Linked DNA regions of Gossypium hirsutum: all the other regions are linked to region 3. Evidence: chromatin contacts called from public Hi-C data. All regions are on one chromosome and are shown on one strand. Each heading gives the region's core, a stretch centred on a gene start, on an enhancer-like site or on the middle of the called end of the contact. The rest is flanking DNA. Distances are from core to core; before and after follow the strand shown.

Region 1 (2,834 bases), core at 269-2,768, 900 kb after region 3:
TATGTTTTCAACTAATAAAATTAAATTTATTTTAATTATAAAAAAATATTTTAATATAATTTAATATGATTTTTTTAAATTTATTTTAATTATTTTTAAATGTAAATAAATGATATTCTTGTTGGTTCAAAAGTTTTTCCAAAATTGTGCTTTTATATAAATTATAGATTATAGATATGCTAATAACAAAAGTAATCTAATCGTGTATGTTTGTTTTACTATTAATATCACTTAATTAAACCTTATATCCATGTTTAATTAAATTTAATATTTTAAATTGATTATCACTTAATTAGTGTTATATCTAAATTAAATTAAAAATTAAAAATTTTATAATTCTTCAAACAACAATTAAGTTTTGAGCTAAAACCTAAATAAATTTTTTTTCTCCAGCTCCAAATGGAAAAATACAATAATGGACCGGATTATAACTCAAAATTAGGTTCACGGCCCAATCTATATTAAGCTTAACCCGCAAATATAGAATATAATATACAGAGAGAGAGTGATAAAATATTGAAGCAGGCCAATGATGCAACACCCCCGACCGAATACATGAATCAAGAACAACATTACAATTCAGAATTTTTGTAAAAAGAAAAACAGTTCAAAGTTTCAAAAAAAAAATAAAAGATCTGTGACAAAATGTAATGATGAATTGGTATTATTAAATACCTTTTAATATACTTTCAGTCTCTTTTTTTTCAAAGATTCTTTTATAAAGTACGTTATATAGAGAGAAGAGTTTGACATTAAAATCTCTACTTTATGAAGCAAAGCAGGATTAATCTAATAATGGTCATTTAGGTCTTATAAAGATAACTACTTTATGAGGCCTTTGTGGCTAAGCCCAAGCAGACAGCCCAAAGGTTGAGCTTTCATTCTTTCAATGAGACAATGACTAAATAAAAATCATGTTCATTTTTTGTTTTGGGTGGTTTTTATTTATCTAAGTTCTACATTGATGTTTCACTAAAAGCTCATTTTATTATTGTTTTTGGTCGATTATATTAAGATTTTTTTAAAAAATTAATGAGTTACAAGTTGGATAAAATGTGATTGTTCCATATGGATGGAGATGACATTAGGTGTGAGTTGAGTGATTGTTGCTATCTCCAATCAAATCAGTTTAAATAAATTTTTTATATTATTTTTATAAGATTAAATAAAATAAATTAACAATCAAGTGTTAGGTGCGATAGTAAGATAAATTGCATTTCTAAAAAGAGAATATAAATTCGAATTTTGTTGACAATATTATTAAGAGAAATAGCTATAAACTCGGAACATAGACCGTAAAATGAATATGGATGATGTCAATAAATTATTAAATTACAATGTAATAGCCAATTTTGGCCCAAATCATCCAAACAAAATAAAACCCAAATAAATAATAAAGGATCCAGCACATTAATAGTCCACTTACAAATCAACCCAATCACTAACCCAAACCCAGACCAATATCAGACAGCCCAAACAATTAAAACCCAACAAACCCAACAAGCCCAAACCAATCCTAGCCCAAAAACTAAACACCTTCAGCCCAGGGAAACCCTAGGTGTGCCACACCTAGGTCGGTCTGCCCTTAGGCCACCTCGCACGCCGCCTCCTCAAATGCCACCCCCTCCATACGCCTAGCACCTCTCTAACACTTGCAAAATAAAGATCCACACGCAAGACAGAGAGCAATACACAAGCAGTAGAAGAAACCAAGCAAAAAACGACAAAAAATATAAAGTGGATAGTCATCTTAATCGGCTATAAAAGCTCGATTCTTCACATTTGTAATTTTTTATGCGCACGAGTAAATCAAAAAGAAAAAAGCAGAAATTTAACAATGTTGATTTTTTATTTTATTTTAGTTGTTCTTTTCGTTTCCTGTTTTCCTTTTATTTTTATTTATTTATTTTTTTGAACAAATCTATTTCTAAAAAGAGGCATAAAATAAATAAAAGGAAAGAGAAGAAGGTCTCATCGGAATCACCCGTGGTTACGTTACCGGAGGTCTCTCTTCCGTCGTTGGGATCGAAAGGGGGTGAGGATCTCTTCTTTTAGTTCTTTTCGGGTCAAGAAGGCTAGACCTTCGAACTCCTTTTGAAACAGGGCTAAAAGGCCCATTTTGGCGCATCGTCGGCCACCGAATACCGTGGCGGTACAGCGGTCAAACAACGGAAATGAAGGGTTTTCATAACCCTAGCAAAGAGTTGAGAGAAAATGGGGGGTTCTTTGAGTTTTTTAAAAAAAAAAACTGGTAAAAAATGAAATTTTAAAAAAATTTTGACTTAAGTAATAAGAAGTAAACAACGCCATTTTGATATGTGGGTTCAGAGGCCAAAACAACGTTGTCTTCACCTCTGACCCATGACTTGACCCATTTCCCTTGAGGATCCGCGTGTTTTTGTGGTGAATGGGATAATTGCGTGTGAAGTTCCTCCGCTTTTGCGACGTCTTGTAATGTGGCCATTGTTTGCTTTTTTATTTTTTTTAAATTTTTGTCGCGTGTTTTTGTGTTCGTTTCAGTATGGTCCATCACGAAACGCAGCGCATGAGGGCTAGGGATATTTCCCAATCAATCCCTCATTTGTTTCAGCGTGTTTCATCTAGGTCCTCAACAGCCTATTTTCTGTTATTTATAATTTATACCCTAAATTTTAATTCTATTTCAACCTAATCCTTACACTATGTTTGGTTCAATAGAATTGCTATTCCATTACTACACGGTTCAAAACTCTAAAGGAAAACAGTCGTTTGGTTGGCTGAATGCTTAAAACGTCGAATGGGGATTACAGGTTCATTCTAAAAATCGCTGAATAGCCATTCAGGGGAGGAGGTGT
Region 2 (2,885 bases), core at 241-2,740, 700 kb before region 3:
TTGTGGAGTACTTGGTGTTGAAGAAGAGGAACCAACCGCTGACACTCTCATAAGGCCATGCCCTTGGAAATTCTACAAAAAAATGAAAAATAAAACAAGGAAAAAAAAGGTCACATAATATTCAAGGAAAGGCATCAAACACAAATTCACCCCACATTTATAATCATGATGACAATAATGCGTTCTTTTCTTTCACATTCGATGATAGGAGAATGGGGATTGGTATGTAAGGATCGAACCCTATTTCTCATGCCACACAATACAAGAATCTGGTCATGAAGCCAAGAGGCTGTTGGCAACAATAATGTGTTATATAGTAGATAATAACACCTTAGCTCTCTTGACGAACTCCTTAAAGCAGCTTACTTCAACCTACCAATACTATATTCAAACTAAGATTAAAATAATAATAAAAGTGAGGGAGAAAGGATTAGTATTTTCTAGATTCAACCAACAGTTCTAAGCATTCTTAAAATTCTAAAACATTATTAAAAACTCTATTAAAATATGCTAAAACTGTTATTACTGCGACCATTTAAATTCAACTAACATTTTTTAGCATCATTAGAACATTATTGACAAAAAATCAATGTCATTTAAATTAATAAAAAGAAATAATATACATTAATCCTTAAAAATAATACTAACTTGGGTAGAAGCGGACTGGCTAGTTGGTGAAGATGTTGGTCTAAGAGATGATTGCAAAGGCCTTTGTTGATGCTGAGCAGAAATCCCACCTGGTCTCATTTGTGAACTTGAACCAACTGATGATCCGATCCCTATTCCTCGCATCATCGGCCTTGCCTATGAAAAAATATATATATCACAAGAAGAGGAAATTTCAGCATCAAAAGCTCAAAATCGTGAATGAAAATAACCCACAAGCTTAAAATCCAACCTGGGAAACATTGGAACTAGAGGTTCCACCGAAGGAATGGCCAAAGGAACCGGTAAACGGAGTGGATTGCGAAGGTGAAGGAGAAGGAGGCAAGGGGCCAGAATGGGACGAAGGAACACCGAGGGCAATGCTGCCTCGCGGCTGAGAGGAAAATGAAGGGGAAGGAGGCGATGAGGCGGAAGGAGAAGAGGAAGAGAAATGAGTGAACTGGGAAGAGTGTTGTTGCCATGGCCTCGAGAATGCAGCGGCGGGTCTTGGCTGATGAGAGGGGAGAGCTGGTTTAGGGTGCGGCGGCTGTTGCGGTGGTGGTATGGCGGAAGGTAAGGGTTTCAGGATAGGGTTGGGGTTAGGGTTAGGGATTGCGGTAGAGGATGTTGACGGGGGCGTTGGCGTTGTTTGTTGTTGAATTTGTGGCTGCGGCTGTGGTTGCGGAGGTGGGTCGACGGCGGAGGAAGGAGGAGGAGCATTAGGGGTTGGCGGAGGTGGTTGCTGTTGATCCATCAGGAGTGCAAGGATGGAAGGATGGAAGGATTGAAGAGGAAGGTGATTTGTTTTACCAACTGTAGACGAGCTCTCTTTTTCTTCTCTGAACTTTTAAAACATACATTAAAATAAGCTATCGGCTAAACTACAAATTTAGATCTTAATTTTATAAAATTTGTCAATTTAATCCTATTTCTTTGTTTCGGGGTTTGAATGAAAATGTTTGCACTAAATATAAGGAAAGGGTAATAAATATTGCTTATAATATCTGCAAATTTTCTATGGGGATTGGATAGTTGTAATCTTCAAATTTATTTATTATCTGTATTAAATTGGATAATTGTAATCTGCTTTTATTGGATTTATTTTCAATTATTAAGTTCATCAAACTATCATTCTGCATCTAATCACCATTGCTTAATACACTTAATGCATCAAAATAGGCATCATCATTTTAGATACTACTAAGTTATTTAATTAATATTATTAATTCCTTAAATATTCTCATTTGCATCATTTAGAAATTTTCTTTCGACCATTTTATTAAGGGTTAAAAGTAAAAATTTATCAACGATTTTAAAAAGTGGATTAACGAGAAAGCATAAAGAATAGTCAAAGAAAAAAGCTCTTAAAATATGCAAAATTCCAGTGAAGGAGGTTTTGGTGATTCCAGATCTGACAGGGATTGGAACACTACGAAAGTGAGATTCAAAAAAGGAATCGAAAGGGAGATTGCTACTGTGGGTGTGGACTTTTATCTGACCCCGAATCTATCTTGGAAGGACAAGCTTTTGAGGGGAGGAGCAGTCATTTCTGGTATGGTTTGTAATGATCCTAGCGAGGGAAATGAAAGTGATTTTGAGTTGCTAGAAGGTGATGTGAGTACGACCATGGTCAATGGGATTCCAGCAATTGTCTTCTCAAACAGTATTTAAGAAATTCTCTTCAAAGAGATGGAATTGACGGTCGACTCAAGCTTTTAAGGCAAAGCATTGGTTATAACACTATTTATAATCAAATAAGTAGCTTATGGAAACCTACAAAACCATTCCATCTCATGGACATAGAAAATAATTTTTTTTGTTAAGTTTCAAAACAATGAAGATTGTAATCAAGTATTGACTCAGGGATCATAGATCATTTATAGCCAGTACATTACTATTCAACCTTGGACTAAAGATTTTAGTCTGTTACAACCATATCCCAATGTGGTGATGGCTTGAACCCGGCCATCAAGAATCCCTGGATTTATATACAAACGGAAGATCATAGAGGTTATCGGGGGGCTGGTCGAAAAAGTGGCAAAATTGGATTTTCAAACTGATAGCAGAACCAGAGGCCAGTTTGCTCGCCTGGTTGTGTTTATTAACATTAACAAGCATTTGCCTTCTCAGGTTATGGTCGACGGCGTCTTCTAACGAGTGGAATATGATGCACTTCCAACAATATGTTTTTCTTGTGGTAAGTATAGACATGTCAAAGATTTGTGCCTATCAATAATGGT
Region 3 (2,778 bases), core at 187-2,686:
CATTAATAATCTACCCTAATTATATAATGCTAATAGTATATATTATAATTTACCATAAATTTAGCTATACGTGTTAGAGTTTGTGTGACCCGAATCCTGTCACTTACTGAATAAATAAATAAGGAGATCTGTGGGGGTGAGAGGTCAAGGGTCGTAGGTTTTTTCAACCCTTAAATAGATATAATCGAAACTCCTCTTGTGATATGATTTTCCAAACTTGGAGGGTTTGGAAAATAGCTTGAATGGAAGGACTGTCTTGAATAGGTTTAATTGGTGGAAACCTTGACCCGTAACACTTAAATACTTTAAGAAACCGTAGCTATATTAAAATTATGACCCACTTAAACGTGAAAGAATACTCGAACGTTGGTAAGCAAAATCGCCACACTTCATGATGGGAAACGAATTGATAAGACAATTGGGTGAATGCCACAAACTAGTAAACGTTTGATAAGTTTAGCTTAGTTCAATGAAGAACCATGAGATAATAATCTCACCAACAAAGTTTATATTTAGAATAATTGTCTAACCTCAACATTGTCCTTTTATAAGATATATATAGGCCCTAATTTTACTATTCAAATTCAGCAGCTACATTAGCTTTTATCACAACTTAAAATTCGATTATAACTTTATGAAGGGCAACTAATAAGTCATGACTCGTCACTTGATTCAGATAGTTGAAAAGTCATGTCTCTTCACTTGTTGAAAGTTTAATGTTCCATAATTGTGTTGTTTAGTGTCCCTTCATCTCCCTTATGGCCGAATGTTATGTTGCTTGACATTCATCTCTTTTAATGGCTCCATAATGATCCTTGAGTGCATGAAATCGATAAGATTTTAAAGAGCCACTTGTGATCCATTTGAACGGCCACCATAATAAACTTTAAGTGAATGAAATCGATTAGAGTTGAAAAGTTATTCTTGGTCCTATAAATAGTCACCTACAAGATAAATAATTAGACATTAAACATTGACAAATTTTCATATTCTTATTCTACTAAAATATTTAACTTAAAACACATATTTATGATAGAAATCACCATAATATAAATACATACATGCATTTATTTATGAATATGTAACTCCAACGTATGCTTAAATATAATTAACATATAAGATGCATAAATGCATGGCTTAATTAAAATGTAAACTTATTTTCATAATGCACATAATTAAAACACAAACTTAATTAACATATGAGATGCTTTTATGTATGACTTAATTAAATGCAGAACAGATAATGCTAGACACAATGAAAGATGCAGACATATAATTCAAGGCATAATTTAAAGATACAAACTTGTTAAACTGAAATGAAACTTAATTTAAAGTCTTCCTAAAGTGTCTCATGATTAATCAAACCCAATGGGGTCTCATCCAACTCTTGGATCAGCATTTGACTTGGTCTTGGCCAATCAGAACATGATTAATTTGGGCTTGTTCCCAACGTCCACACATAGGCCCTTTAAACTCTTCTTTGACTCACTTGGTTCGCCCCCTATAGTTGACTCAATTGGTAAACACAAATGATCAATCTTTGTTTTGGCCATCTCAAGAAGAAGTAGTTCATGGAAATACGGCCCAACTTCAAATTGTTTCACCTTGACAAGAATTAATTCAGCCTTGTTGGTGGAATTACATCATCTTGTACCATTCAGTTTTTAACATTAGTGAATTTTTTCTCTTTTGCTCATAGTTTTTTCACGTAAAATTTGTGTGTTTTTATTTTTATTTTTATTATTGCTTTGTGATCATTCTATTATCATTATCGACGCCTATTATAACAATACGTTTAGGGTTTAATCTTACATATCATTGATATAAAAATGTATGTTATAATAATGTAATTGTATATAGGGTAAGTAATCTTAAATAATCTACCTTAATTATATAATGCTAATTGTATATATTATAATCTACCATAAAATGAGTTACATGTTTAACGTTTAGGTGCATATCATTAATAAAATAATACACATTATAATATTATAATTGTATAATAATATTATTATACATTCATAAGTTATAATTGATATATTATATGTCCTTAAACATGTATGTATACTATTTTTTATAATATAACATGTATTGAATATAATTAAGTGATATTAGAAAATAAATTTATATTATAATATTTCTTTTAATTATATAAATATTAAATAAATCTTTTAAAGTAATTTAACTACTTGAGTTAATAAAATAATAAAAAAAGCAATGAAAAATTTAGGAATTACGGTGGTCTCATCTCATTGTTTGCTTAGGTTTATAGATAAAAAAAAATTTAGAAGCTACATGATATTTAAAAGAAGACGAAATAGTTATTTTAATTTTATTATTAATTAGTATATATATTTTAAAAAAAATATTTTTATTATATTTTTATACATTAATTATTAATTTGTGTAAATTATAATTAATGTTTAAGAGTAATATTAGTAGCTAAAACATGGTTTTATGTATAAGAGGTCTTGGGTGCAAACTTGTTAGAAACAAAATTTAAATATTTTGTAACCAATAGATACATATTGAGATTATTTGAATTCTATTGGAAGGGGTCTATTTATATCTGCTTTGAATCCATAAAATTTGAATTGGATAAATTCGAAATTCGAATTGCCATCCCTGTTAAAAGCTATAAAGCTTTGGGACTTGAGTTTAGCAAAACTCTCACGTTGAGGTCTGAACTTTTTTTTTATCTAAATTAGTCATTGAACTTGATAAATGTTTCCATATTAGGGTATAAACTAGGCAATTGCTCTCACGTTGGAGTTTTAG

What was found. Hi-C and Micro-C count contacts between places; a contact is called where the count stands out from the background.
Region 1: a contact with region 3 is called in a Hi-C map of leaf, with 4 times the contacts expected there. The contact joins two enhancer-like sites. A contact is called at or near these places in 2 of 34 Hi-C or Micro-C datasets (hypocotyl and leaf).
Region 2: a Hi-C map of leaf shows a contact between it and region 3, with 3 times the contacts expected there. The contact joins the promoter of LOC107892301 here to the enhancer-like site in region 3. A contact is called at or near these places in 5 of 34 Hi-C or Micro-C datasets (hypocotyl and leaf).

What each region holds. Positions count from the first base shown.
Region 1 is chrA01:57,597,268-57,600,101 of Gossypium_hirsutum_v2.1, forward strand. The region is part of intron 1 of LOC107955617; the gene reads left to right. Among protein-coding and RNA genes, the nearest start is that of LOC107955617, 44 kb to the left of the region's middle. Within about 2 kb of position 1,519, at least 2 of the 9 cell types and tissues checked have an H3K27ac peak or open chromatin away from gene starts, as enhancers often do. A contact at or near this core is called in leaf, where this site is marked.
Region 2 is chrA01:55,990,137-55,993,021 of Gossypium_hirsutum_v2.1, forward strand. LOC107892301 (transcription initiation factor TFIID subunit 12) reads right to left here and starts at 1,491. Exons shown (of 10, transcript XR_001682609.2): 1 at 899-1,491; 2 at 649-804; 3 at 1-72.
Region 3 is chrA01:56,694,710-56,697,487 of Gossypium_hirsutum_v2.1, forward strand. No RefSeq gene overlaps it. Among protein-coding and RNA genes, the nearest start is that of LOC107956914, 80 kb to the left of the region's middle. Within about 2 kb of position 1,437, at least 3 of the 9 cell types and tissues checked have an H3K27ac peak or open chromatin away from gene starts, as enhancers often do. A contact at or near this core is called in hypocotyl and leaf, where this site is marked.